Regions from separate parts of the Ovis aries genome. Here region 2 is linked to region 1. A link is a contact called in public Hi-C data. All regions are on one chromosome and are shown on one strand. The core of a region is the stretch at or near the end of the contact, and the rest is flanking DNA. Distances in the headings are between cores, read along the strand shown. Region 1 holds the start of TRAPPC3 (trafficking protein particle complex subunit 3). Region 2 overlaps THRAP3 (thyroid hormone receptor associated protein 3).

Region 1 (6,727 bases), core at 106-2,605:
TTCTCTAACTTTGCTGGCCTCTGAGGGCTAGCCCACCCCTGCTCTCTCATCCCCACCCCCAACTGACCCTCATGTTCCTTCCCAGAGCCCTCAGCCCAGGCACTGACACAGGACAGAGTCAAAGGTCACTGCCTCTAGAGAGTCCCCAGCATGTCTGTGCCACAGGAGAAGAGTAAAATAATAATTGGTTCTGCACCGAGAGGGACAGACTGGGGGAATCTTGGGTACTGGTTTTCAGGCTGAGCAGCTTGGGCCCCCCAGCCTTCCCCAGCCAGGATGGCTCAAGTCTGGTCGGGCTGGTTGTCATGGTGAAGACTAGGGGCTAGAATGCAGCTGCCAGAGTCAGGCTACCAGGCCTAAATCAGAAGACGGGGCTCAGGGACTCAGCACAGTCCTCTCAGAACTGACTAGCCAGGCAGGGATGGTTGGAGCTGAAACCAAAGAACTATGGTCAGGGACGGTAGGACTTCCCTTTGGTGATGGGTGAGGGTGTGGCCCGCTCATTCCCCTCGTATTTCTGGGGCCTGTTTGCAGGGCTGTGCTTTCAGAGTGGCTGAAAGAAAGGGAATGCACGTTTACTTTGTGCCAAGTGCTCTGCATACATGTCTCACCGACCTTCACAACAACCAAGAGAGCCAGCAATTTGCCTAAAATGGCAAAGCTAGGATTAAAATCCAGAACCGGCTGCTACCAACGTGATCTTTCTTTTCTGGGAACCAGTCTTGTTCTAGGGAAGAGAGAGGGAGAAATTGACCTGAACTTTATCAGACTGGATATTTCATCAGGAAGCCACGGTGGTAGGATGCAGGTGCTCGCTGCCTTTGGGGTTTGGGGACAGATGACGGTTCGAAGAGAAAGTCACTGGTGAAATACTTGTCACATAGTAGGTGGTCATCAAATATTTTTGTAAAGCAGCAGCCAGATCTGTGTAGGAGCCATGGCCAATTTTCTGGGACATCCTGGGAGCTTCTGCCTCTGAATTGCAGCAACAGCGGAAGAAGCTAGTTTGAAAGAGGGACTTTCCAAGACCATCCCTGGCGGGAGGAATTTGCGGAGCATCAGAGTGACGATTAGGCAGGGTGGGAAAGAACTGTGTGGATGATACAGGATTACTGCAAGCTGCGGACGCCACCCAGCGGCCATAAACCAGGCGATAGGGAGCCATGTTACAAGAGTCCTCTGTGCGCGGAGCATTCTGGGAGTTGTAGTCGGGCTGCACTAAGGGGCGGTGTTGCCAGTGGGGCTGTTGGGTGCTGTGGTCCGGCGTTTATTGGGCGGGAAGAACCCTCGTCTGCCGGACTACGAATCCCGTGGTGCCCCGCGGCCAGCTGCGCAGGCGCGGTGAGTCGGTGCCGGTCAATCCTTAACGCTGAGGGGGCAGCGAGCTGGGTCGAGCAGTGTTGGGAGGGGTTGCCGAGTGGGTCTGTGGCGAGGCAGGGTAAGGCGGCTGGCACCATGTCGAGGCAGGCGAACCGTGGCACCGAGAGCAAGAAAATGGTAACCGGAGCGTGTGACCTCGGCGGGTGGGGCGGAATGGAGGTGTTCTGGGGAAGGGGCCCAGCGCGGGGTGCAAGTCTCAACTGGAAAGGCGCCTTCTACCAGCCCTGGGAGGGAGTGGTTCCGCTGGAGGGAAGAAAGGGGCTCATTGGTGGGTCGAGAGCGGAGACTAGCTCTGGGAGCGTGCCGGGTGCGGGGCAGGTTGGAGGGCCGCTGGAGGAGCTCGAAGACCTCTTCCCCCGCCACCTGAGTGCGATTGGGTACGAGACCAACAACGACGGCGACGATAATAGTAGCTCCCACTGTTGCTCTCTTGCTGCATTAGGCGCTGGGCCAAGCACTTTACGTCTATTATCTCATTTAACCAGCAAAATAACTCGTCAGGTGGATGATAAAATCGCCGTTTCAAAACTCAGAGGTTGCATAACTTGCCCCTATTTACAGCTAAGACGAGTTAGGATTTGAACCCGTGTCTCTCTGACTTCAAAGCTAATGCTTCAGACTACTGGACTATAATGTCTCCCACATTGTGCCGTGGGCATTGTGAGATGCTCAGGTACTGATTTAACCAGAAAGCAAGAGAGTAAGGGGGTGGGCCAGAGTAGACCGTAAGTGGTCCCCCTCTGGTGAAGGTGGACAGGCTCCTTTCTTGTCCTGGAAATAGTAGGACACCATCTATCCTAGAAAGTTTGGCTGCCGATGGGGGCTGGCCTGGAAAGTAAAGTGGATGATGTTTTTCTCCAAACTAAGGGGATTTCTTGACAGGTGTTTCTTTTCTTTGGCATCTTCTTACTTCCTCTAGAATTGCCCATTTGTCTTTATTTTCTGATTTACAAACTGAGTTATTGAAGGTCGCATGCAGGGCAGATCTGCGGCCTTTTGTTGACACTCAGCTCTACAAAAGATGACAACTTCCATTACACCTTTGTATCTTATACCAGGAACAGCCACCAAATATGGGCAGCAGGAGGCCCTGTTACTCCAGAGTAGTACTGTACTTTTCCTCTGTCGGATCTCTTTGAAAAGTAGATAATAGCTGTGGACCTCCCCAGGAATAGTAAATAGACAAACATAAACAGACATTTACTTACATTTAGGGGGAACTTGTGGGCCCCCGAAAATACTCTGTGAATCATAGGTTAAGAATTCCTGTTTTGGAGGAAATAAGAAGAAAAAGGAAGAAGAGTGTTTTGCTAGGCAGCAGTGTCATGCAGGTTAGCGGTCCCCAACCTTTTTGGAGTTAGGAACCAGTTTCATGGAGGCCAGTTTTCCATGGGGCGTGGGGTGCAGGTGATTTGGGGATGGTTCAAGCGCGTTACATAATTGTGCACTTTATTTCTGTTACTACATCAGCTCCACCTCAGATCATCAGGCCTTAGATCCCAGAGGTTGGTGACCCCTGATGTATTGTAAAAAGCATGGATATTTGTTGGAATCCTGATTGGTCCTCAGTTTACTTATCTATACAATGGGGAAATAATGCCTTTCTAGGATTAAGTGAGATAACAGTGTAAAATGCAAGGGACATCATATATGTTTATTTTCCTCTCCTTTTCCTCTGTGAGCAGATATCAGAAGTTTTCCTGTTTAGTTTTCATATCTAACTCTTTTTCGTATCTTTTTTAAAAACTTGAAACCAACATTGAAACTTTTAATACAAGTTTAGCAGGAACCTTCAGTCCCCACCCGGCATCCCTCAGTATTCACTTAGTTTTGGCAACCCTCAGTATTCACTTAGTTTTGGTGAATTGAGGGAATTAGGGACTGGCATCAGTGCACTCCTGCTTCAAGAGTTTTGCTACTGCTGTGGTCTCTGCTTGGAACCTTTCCCCCAGAGAGTAGCTCCTCCTCACCTCATTTACAGGTACTCACCTCCACCTGACTAGTTCTCAATCCTCTTACTCTGTTTCTCTTCAAGCACTGTCTATTTCATTTAAAATGCTTCATTATAAATTATGTATTTACTTGTTTGTTTATAGTCGCCCCATGAGAATAACTCTACGAAAGCAAGGGTTGATTTGTTAACTGCTGTACTTCCAGCACCTAAAATGATGCTTGGCACTAGGCAATCTGTATTAAGTGAGTGACATGAAGGTTTGGTGCATCCTGTCATTCAGTTCCTATTGGTACCCACCTGAGGCTTGTCACGTGATCCTCTTTGTAGCCACCTGGTTTTGACATGCTCCCCTTCTTTCCTGTCTGCCTGGGGAGCTTCTGCCTCTAGCAGTCCACTTCCCAATCAGCCCAGCCTTCTGCTAATTGCTGTGTTCCCAGTTAACCCTTCCGAAACGTAAATGGTGAATATGGCCAAGTAATTAGATCTCTGCTTTTAATCTGTGCAAAGAGAAACAACCCATTTGTCTAGCAAACTTTTCCTGGGGCCCAGCTCTGTGTAAAGCATTGTGGGAAATGCAGAGTTGAAGTCCTAGTCCCTAACCCTGAGAAGCAGTCCTCTATGAGAGAGGTTGAAAAATATACAATGCCAGGAGCATAGAAGTGTCTGGGATTGAGCCCTGGCTTCACTGCTTACTTGTGTGACCTTGGGCAAGTGTCTTCATTGCTATCAACATCAGTTTCACTATCTTTATTTATTTATTTTTGGCCACAGCAAGCAGCTTGAGGAATCTCAGTTTCCCCTACCTGGTATTGAACCCATGCCCTCTACAGTGAAGCATGGAGTCCTGAGCACGGGACCACCAGGGAAGTCCCAGCAACCTTTTTCTTTTTACATTAAAGTTTATCTACAACACTATGCTAGTTCCATGTGCATATAGTGATTCAATGTTATTAGGTTGGTGCAAACATGATTTTTTGTTTGGACTGTGGTTTTGGACTGTGAATTTTAAATCATTATAACTAGGCTCAAACACATCTTTATTAATCAAAATAGGAACCAACACATTTTTTTGGTTGTACAAACAACACATTGTTGCCAACAAGAAATAAGCGTGTTCATTTCTATAGTGTAAAAATCTGTGATTTGGGATTCGACGAACTCTTGGAAAGCATTTTCTGCCTGCTGCTGGTTGTGGAAGCATTTTCCCTGCAAAAAGTTGTCAAGATGCTTGAAGAAGTGGTAGTCGGTTAAATGAGGTCAGGTGAATGTGGCAGATGAGGCAAAACTTTGTTGCCCAATTCGTTCAGCTTTTGAAGCGCTGGTTGTTCGACCTGTGGTCAGCCGTTGTCTTGGAGCAGAATTGGGCCCTTTTTTGTTGACCAATGCTGGCTGCAGGCGTTGCAGTTTTCAGTGCATCTCATCGATTTGCTGAGCATACTTCTCAGATATAATGGTTTCGCCAAGATTCAGAAAGCTGTAGTGGAAGAGACAGGCAGAAGACCCCCAAACAGTGACTGTGACCGTTTTTTGGTGCAATTTTGGCTTTGGGCAGTGGTTTGGAACTTCTTGGTCCAGTCACTGAGCTGGCTGTTACTGGTTGTCACATAAAATCCACTTTTCGTCATATATCATAATCTGATTGAGAAATGGTTCGTTGTTGCATAGCATAAGAGAAGATGACACTTCAGAATGATGATATTTTTGATTTTCAGCTCATGAGGCACCCACTTATTGAGCTTTCTCACCTTTCCAGTTTGCCTCAAGTGCTGAACCGTAGAATGGTTGACATTGAGGTCTTTGGCCAATTCTCGTGTAGTTATAACAGGATGAGCCTTGATGAGCCTCTCAATTGGCCATTGTCGTTGCATGCTTGTCACCTTCCGATGGCCGGCCACTGCGCTCCTCATCTTCGAGGCTCTTGTCTCCTTTGCAAAACTTCTTGAACCACCACTGCACTGTACATTTATTAGCAGTTCCTGGGTCAAATGCATTGTTGATGTTGCGAGTTGTATCTGCTGTTTTATGACCCATTTTGAACTTGAATAAGAAAATCGCTCAAATTTGCTTTCTGTGTAACATCATTTCCCTAGTCTAAAATAAACATAAGGGACTTTCCTGGTGGTCCAGTGGTTAAGATTCTGAGCTTCCAGTGCAGAGGGCCCAGGTTCGATCCCTGGTCAGGGAACTAGATCCCACATGCTGCAACCAAGAGCTCACATGTTATAACTAAGACCCGGCACGGCCAAATAAATATTTTTTAAAAATAACAAAATAGAATAAACATAAAATAAACAGCAAGTAGTGTCATTAGCAAAAAATCATACAGTGAGACATACACATTAAAATGATGTATAACATGACCACATTTATTTAAGAATGTATTCCAGTATCAAACAGCAGAGTTCAACAATGTAAAACCACAATTATGTTTGCACCAACCTAACACTATACACAGAGAAGGCAATGGCACCCCGCTCCAATACTCTTGCTTGGAAAATCCCATGGGCGGAGGAGCCTGGTGGGCTGCAGTCCATGGGGTTGCTAAAGTTGGACACGACTGAGTGACTTGACTTTCACCTTGCACTTTCCTGCATTGGAGAAGGAAATGGCAACCCACTCCAGTGTTCTTGCCTGGAGAATCCCAGGGACGGCGGAGCCTGGTGGGCTGCTGTCTATGGGGTCGCACAGAGTCGGACACGACTGAAGCGACTTAGCAGCAGCAGCAGCAACACTGTACACTACAAAATGGTCACCACACAGGCATTCTTGTTAGTAAAGATGTTAACTAACCTTTGTGTGTTTAGGCCTGCCCTTTTTTTGTGTTGTGACTATTCTCCAGAGCTCAGATGAGTTACTACTTAAGTAGCAGCCCTCAGAATCTCCCTTGACAGAAGGCTGGAGAGTGACGAAGAGGGAGGGACTCAGTCCTGTTACTGACCTTCCTTCCCTAGCATCTTGCGGGGCAGTCACACTGGATTATTTGTGTTGACAAAAATAGTAAGTATGACTCTTAATAAGTATCTTGGAACTTTAGCTCCAAAGGTTAGCCCCCTAAGGAGTTTGGATGTTTTGTTTGGTGCACTGACTACAAAGCTGCCTGAAAACCATCAAGTGCAGGAGCTTACCTGAGTGTAGGGCTTGGCTTAACTTACTCTGCACAGGGTGCCTGAAGTACTTGACTTTGCCAGCATGAACTCACTCCTGTGGTTTCTTGGTCTGCAAAGCATCTTTAAGTCCATTATCTCATTAGACCCTCCCCTTCCATCAACCCTGTGATTGGCACAACAGATTTCACTGTTACTTTTTTTGTTGGGAAAAGATTGAAGTTCAGCAGAGTGAAGTGACTTAGCTAAAGTCTTTCAGCCAGTGACAAGTCTATACTTAGAATCAGGT
Region 2 (6,900 bases), core at 3,511-6,010, 110 kb before region 1:
TAAAAATGCAAGCATACTTTTGAGAGAAGTGAATTTATCTGCAAAGTTCCTTTTTAAATTCCTAGCAAAGTACAAAGAACCTCAAGGCACGTAACTGTGGAAAAAGGGCATTTCATCCCTTGGAGTTTAATAGAAACAAATGGGCAGGATGAAGGATAAAACCTCAGTGATTCTGTTCTGGAGGTGGTGGTGGTGGTGGTGGTGGTGGGGTGGTCTCTGCTGATTTTAATGCATGACAAACAGTAAGGAATCTTACAGGGCCACTCAGTAAAGTGACACAATGCAGCAAGAGTGGGATGTGGCTAGACTGCTCAGCAGACTTCCAACTGGCTGTGCAACTTTCACACCAGGTGAAAAGCAGCCTGGGCCTCAGAACTCTTTCCTGAAGTTCTCAAACCCTGCACCCCAGCCCCAACTTTCAAACCATTATATTATTTGATGAAGGCCTGATGTAATACACATTGTGACTTAGCTAAGAATGAAAAAATGGATCCTGCATGGTTCCACAGGCAAAGACACCCTCAGCACATTAGGAAGACAATGGACAGGAGTGGAATGGGGAGAGGGTGTATGATGTGATGAATGCAGTGCAGGAGAGAAGCAGAGGCGACCCAGCACTACGACAGACAGCCACTCCAGACTAAAGACGCTTCGCGAGACTGCCCCAAACACGCGATTACTCTGTGATGCACACTTCTCCCACGAAAACAGGGAGACACAAGAGCATTCACACTGAAAATGAGACAGTGGGAGAAATAAAAGAGGGGTTTGTCCTCGTTCTAGAACAACCTTATGGAGAGAGGTTAGGCTAAAGCCCTGAGGATCAAGATGGACTACATCTCACCTTGCAAGGTCCTCATCGAAAGAGTCCATCCGGACATTGACTTGGGCCTCTCGGGTGATAGAAAAGGAAGACTTCCCTGTGGGAAAGTCTCCTTTGGCTCCTAGCTTCTCTCGGCTCTCAGAAGTCTTTCTTGGGGGAGGCGAAGAGCTCTTCTCCTGGACTGCTTTGTATGCAGTCACTCGGAAATTCTTTTCAGGCACAAATCCCCTGTGCCCACTTTCGCTTCTCTTGGATCCTCCTCGCTCCTCCTTTTTGGATCTCTCTGAAAAGGATTCCTCCTCCAACTCCTCCGTCTTTCTCTGCTTTTCCTTCCCTGGAGGTGCGTACACCAGGCCCTCCCATTTGCCTGACTTCTCCTCCTCCTGGTTTTTGCTTGCACCTGCTATGACTTTCGACATGAATTTGGGTTCATCATCAAACTCAGATTCCTTCCTTCCTTTAGCCTTGTCTTTATCTTGATCGTCCATCTCCTCCTTGTGGAAGTCAGCCATCTTCTTCTCAAAGTCATCTCGAAGCTTATACCTTTTGGGAGACTGGCTACCCCGAAAAGGCTTCTCAGTATCAGTTTTGGGAGCAAATGAATCAGATTTCATTTTTGCATCACCCAATCCCGCATCAGAGAAGCTCCCTTTCTCTTTCATTTTCTCTTTGTCAGTATTTGTTTGTTTCTGTTCCTTATCTTTTCCATTTTCTGTCTTCTGTTCATCTAGATACCTAGTTATGAAAACACAAGGGAGACACACAAGAGACTTAAACCACCTGATCCAAAATAAAACAGCACCATTATGGTCTTAGGTTTTTGACTCTCTAACAAGCATGACTTGTGGATTCCAGTGTTGCCAAAGGTGTCTTGATTACTTTTTTGGTAATTTCTGAAAAACTGCTCTTCACAGGTTTATGAACTTACCATTTAAAAGATAAATAAATGTTCTGTGGAGTTGTATATTACAAAAACAAGCAAAAAGAAAATAGCAAAGGCAATTTTTAGGATACTAAAAAACAAAAACCTACTTACCTGTAAGCGGTCTAGGAAAAAAAAAATTAAGGTCTTATCCAACCTTCACTCAAGTCACTTAAAATCTGCTTTCAGCAAAGTTAACATAGAATGTTCAACCTTGGACTGTTTTGCTTTTATACAACTCACATTTGGAAATACAAGTCTCAAAAGAGACTTCAAATTTGCTTCAAGTCACCTAGAAGACCTAAGTATGAAATATACTGTGAACACAAATAAAAACAAAATACATGTTAATTGGGGGAGGGGGCAAAATTCATCCCACTCAATTCTTATGGAAAAGCAGAGTTCATGCCCAAGTGTTCTAATAAGATTCACAGTCCTGGCAAGGAACAAAACCTGTATTTTAAAGCAGACTTACTGAAGGCTGGGAAGTACAGGTTCTGAACATCTTATCTGTACCATTTATGGAAAAAGTCTAATCAAATTACAGTTGCATTAATATGGCAAAAAAAAAAAAAAAAGAACCAAAAAAGGAACCAAAGGGACAGCAGGGCATCAAAGAAAAAGCTAATAAGAGAAAAAGGGGGAGTTGGGGGCAGGAGGGGCACCTGCTCCGTAGGTCCCTCTTGACAACGTGGTCCCAATGCAACTTCCCTGTTACGTTTCTGCCATCCCAATGCATACAACCACACAAAACAAAGACTCATGCTCCAACTCACCGTGTCCCTCAGGGTAGAAAAACAGAAGCGCTATTATGTCCTCTCCTAACATGCAGCCCGCTTGGCTTCTACTGGAATATACACCCACCTTGTGCTTTTATAACAAGGTCTTCCTGGACTAAGCCTTGGACTTTCCCATTCTGCCCAGTCTCCTCAACTGCAGGGTGGGAGGGTGCAGCTCTTCATCATGATGGGCGGGTGCAGATCGATCATAGGTGGATCTTAGAGGGTCTAACAGCGCCAATAGCCATTCATTTTGGTAAAGACCACATTTTTTTGATAGCTGACCCACAAATCTCTACTGTTCTCTGGCTTACACTGGTAGAATCCAAGGCAAACTTTAAATGTGAAAACATCATTGCAGAGTAATCTAGAATTTGTGCTGCAATACAAATTCAGGAAGGTAGGAAAACCAGAGTTAAGCTAAAGGTTTCCTTGGATGATGCTTTCAAACTGGCGAAACGAAACTTTAGGAAATGGGAATTACCGTATTACTATTAATCAGAGCTCTAAGGATCATATTACAACTAAATTGCCAGCTGGTGAGATAAAAACAGAAAGGGGAAAATGAGGTACTTGCCTCTTTGTATAAGCTGCTCCTCCTGGAGCACCAGCCTCCTCCTTCTGAGATGAGCCATATGTTGAGCCAGTGGCTGGTGGACTCTTACCCACAGGACTCTTTTTGGATGGGCTCAAGGACCCTGAGCCATGGTCAAACTGACCTTGGTGAGTCCCACCCTGGTACCCAGCACCACTCTGCAGAGTTGAGCCCATCTGGGATGTGCTGGAAAGTGGAGGGCTAGGTTTTGGCACAGGGCTAGGACGAGGTGATCGCCGCCTCACCACCACAGACTGGAGGGGGCTTTTGAGAGCTGGGCTTCGCTCCCGGGGACTCAGCTCAGACACCCCTGAGGCCCGTGATGCAGAACCAGCACTGTATGTGGTGGCATCTGGCCACGGCTTTGAGCTCTCAGATGCTTTTGGGTCTTGAGAGGTGCCTCCAGAGAATGGCTGCTCCTTGGCCTCATCTCCCTGGTTATCACCAGCAGCCTGGGACGGCCGGCTATCCTTAGAAGAGGACTTTTTCTCCTTCGCAGACTTGCGCTTAGAAGATTCAACTCGGCTGTGGTTGGAGGAAGAGCGAGAGGACGAGGAACGCCTTGACCTATCAGAGGAAGACTTATCGGAGTTTCTGGAGTGGCTCCTGGACCTTGGTGATGGGGACCTTCTCTTTGGAGACCGGGATCGGGAACGGCCCCGACGAGGACTGTATGCTTGCCGGTAATTCTGCCAATTTGAGCGGTAGTTTCCATAGCCTCCTCGGTTATACTGGCCCCATGGATAAAAGCCTCTGTTGCGCCCACGGAAATAATAGGGCCTTCTATAGCCTCTGTTGTGACCTCGGAAATCTCGATTCTGATATACTCTTGGGTGATTTCTCTCTCTGTTATGAGCTGGAGAATATGATCTGGAACGAGACCTAGAACTGAAAGAGGGGCAGGGGACGGAAGAAAAGTTTGAATTTTTGACACAAGCATTTTCATTCAAGAAAAACCTGCCAACAAAGAGGTAAAGCCCTACTCTTATGTATCATTTATTTTCAAACAAAAGGTACAAACTTAAATAGTTAATCCTACTCTACTCTTATGGCCACATTAAGTACAAAAATTAAAAGATCACTTTAACAAACCAGACACTGAGATGACTCATTAATGCTACTGTAGCACATTCTACATGGCGATATATTTCTACAGTGACTGAGGGAATATAAAAATGCTCTCAATGTACTAAACATTTTAATATAGTATACTAATTAGTTTCACAGGCGCAGAGGATTTTACAGATACGTCCCCACATCACTGGAGGAGAGGACGAACTGCAAGTTGTGGTACCCAGAGAGTTAAGTCTTCAGGTCCCCTGGCCTCACTTGGTTTATTCCCTATCCCACCCACCTCTGTCTGTGCAGGGCTAATTTCTTGGCTTCCACCAAGATTTGGGTTTGTGAAATACAGCTGCGACATGTCGAAACCAAAGAACACTTAAATAGGGACTGAGAGAATGCATCTGTTCAAAGCTTAAAAAAAATTTCAACTGAAATCAGATCAACAAACCAAGTAAATATTGTTGTTTTTTTAAACTGGGAATCTGGAAATGGTCTCACTCTCTAGAAGGTCAAGTTTCTATGGCTGAACTACAAGGTCTTCCACAGGTGCCACAAGAGGGCACCATCTGACCATAACACACCCAAGCACACAACATGGCAGCCAAGAGACTACAAACACCCCCACACCTGCACATCTGTCAGGCCAGTGCTCTTCCTCATTTAACAATACAGAACTCTGAGTTAGCAAAGGCCCATTTCCAGAACTATAGGGACTGAACAGTCATCTAACTCCGTAAAAATCACATGTTCACTATTAAGTGGGTTTCTGGAGCAGGCTCTGTCCACTCCAGGCATCAACCTGATATTGCAGTACCTCCAGGAACTGGGCTGGGATGATATTAGATGTTTACAAATGCCAGACTTATCGATGACAAGGAGGTCTGTTTCCATCAAAAAGCCAAAAGCTGTACTTGCTGGTATAGGAATTTACTGGGCTTCCTCAATACCACTTATTGTGTCAACTATAATATAGAGCATTAATTGGTCACTACTCCTAAGTATTAACAGTTACCTAGAAATATGTAAAATTAATAGAAAACTCCCCCCAAATTTTCTTTATATACAGAATAAAAACCCTTCAGTTCATAAGCAGGCCTTCCAATATCAGACCTAATTGGAACCATACCTTTTTATCTGTTTGCTTGTAAGTTTTATAAATAACTCCACTTAGCAATGTGACAGGTTTTAACAACTAGTAATGTGACAGGTTTTAACAACTAAATAAAATGTTATGTTTAGAAAGAAACTTGGAAGATAAAATAGGATTGGTTTTCCACTACCCATTGTGTTCAGGTTCTTTATCTACCCCAAGAACAAGACCTGGTAAAGATGCAGCAAATTGCTGGCTGTTAATGGTTGCTATTTAAGTATGATTAAAAACAAAACAAAACAAAACAAAACTTACCTTTCACACTTTTCATTCGAAAACAGTAACAATACAAGAAAGAAGAAGGGAGAAGCAGACGCGGCTATGAAACTGAATATGACCCGATTTAAGGCTATACTTGAGGTAGGTGATGACCACCAGCACTGAGGAGGGTTTAATTCATGCTCCCATCCTCACAGGCTACTGCTGCTTCTGTCACCAATTATTAGTGAGGGCCCTGCGGCACACTGCATCCAAAACCCGCAGTCACTGCACAGATGCAGGAACATGAGTCTCTGCAGATTGCAAATGAAGTTATTTAGAAGTCACTTAAAAGGATACAGTCTGTGAAATATAAGGAAACAACCAATTTTCTCCAGTTCTGTAGAACTCAGCAGTTAAGTTAAATTAAAGACATGGTTTCTCAAACTCTCTGGATAGTATACTTTCCTTATAGGAGAGGGGAAACAAAAGAAAAACATGAAACAGATAAGCCAGAAATAAAAACTGAACATCCAGTGGCAAATTTATCTGTTTCTAAAAAACAGAGAAGTCAGACTAGAATTAAATATAAAAACATTTTTCTAGTAAAGATATTCCTCCAAAATAATCTTCCAGGCATTAAGACAGCACATAGAGTGACTCCAGACCTACCCCAAAACATACTGCCTGCCTAAGATATCTTTCCCTCATTTACCAAGTTGATGGCCATGCCAAATGATATGTGCAATAAGGAGATGCGATCTGTCCAGAAAACCAGTTATCACCAATACTGCAGAGTTGGTGAGCATTCTTCATTTTGGTTTATGTCAGTTCAATTCTTTCTCTCAGTTTCAGTTGTACAGACTCTTCTTTTTGGACCAATTACTTAGTCTCCATTTATTAAATTAACTTTTAAAATTACCTGTAGAACCAAATGAGCTAAAACTGAGTTAAACAGTCCAGATCAAAAGAATCTGGGTGTAAGGTGGAGTTCACTAGCAGTCCCTGCTTAGTCTTATGGCCTTGTTAGCAACTTCCTGAGGTAAATATATTCAGTGGATTTTCCCTCTTTCTTGGGGGGTAGGGGGGCAGTGTAAGAAAATGCGATGGAACTTTACTTTTAGAGATTCTAACACAATTAGGCAACAGACACTCTATCTAGCACAAAGCCTGATATAATAAAAGTATGTGCCCAAGAAATATGGGAGAGAAAAACAAAGCTAAGACTACTGCTGCTGCTGCTGCTGCTAAGTCACTTCAGTCGTATCCGACTCTGTGTGACCCCAGAGATGGCAGCCCACCAGGCTCCCCTGTCCCTGGGATTCTCCAGGCAAGAACACTGGAATAGGTTGCCATTTCCTTCTCCAA

What was found. Hi-C and Micro-C count contacts between places; a contact is called where the count stands out from the background.
Region 2: a contact with region 1 is called in a Hi-C map of muscle, with 6 times the contacts expected there. The contact joins the enhancer-like site here to the promoter of TRAPPC3 in region 1. A contact is called at or near these places in 5 of 16 Hi-C or Micro-C datasets (hypothalamus, liver, muscle and 1 more).

What each region holds. Positions count from the first base shown.
Region 1 is chr1:11,049,011-11,055,737 of ARS-UI_Ramb_v3.0, reverse strand. It overlaps TRAPPC3 (trafficking protein particle complex subunit 3), which reads left to right and starts at 1,355. Exons shown (of 6, transcript XM_042245486.2): 1 at 1,355-1,497.
Region 2 is chr1:11,158,656-11,165,555 of ARS-UI_Ramb_v3.0, reverse strand. THRAP3 (thyroid hormone receptor associated protein 3) reads right to left here. Exons shown (of 13, transcript XM_060419660.1): 5 at 3,102-4,007; 6 at 845-1,558. Among named protein-coding and RNA genes, the nearest start is that of SH3D21, 15 kb to the left of the region's middle. Within about 2 kb of position 4,760, at least 2 of the 54 cell types and tissues checked have an H3K27ac peak or open chromatin away from gene starts, as enhancers often do. A contact at or near this core is called in muscle, where this site is marked.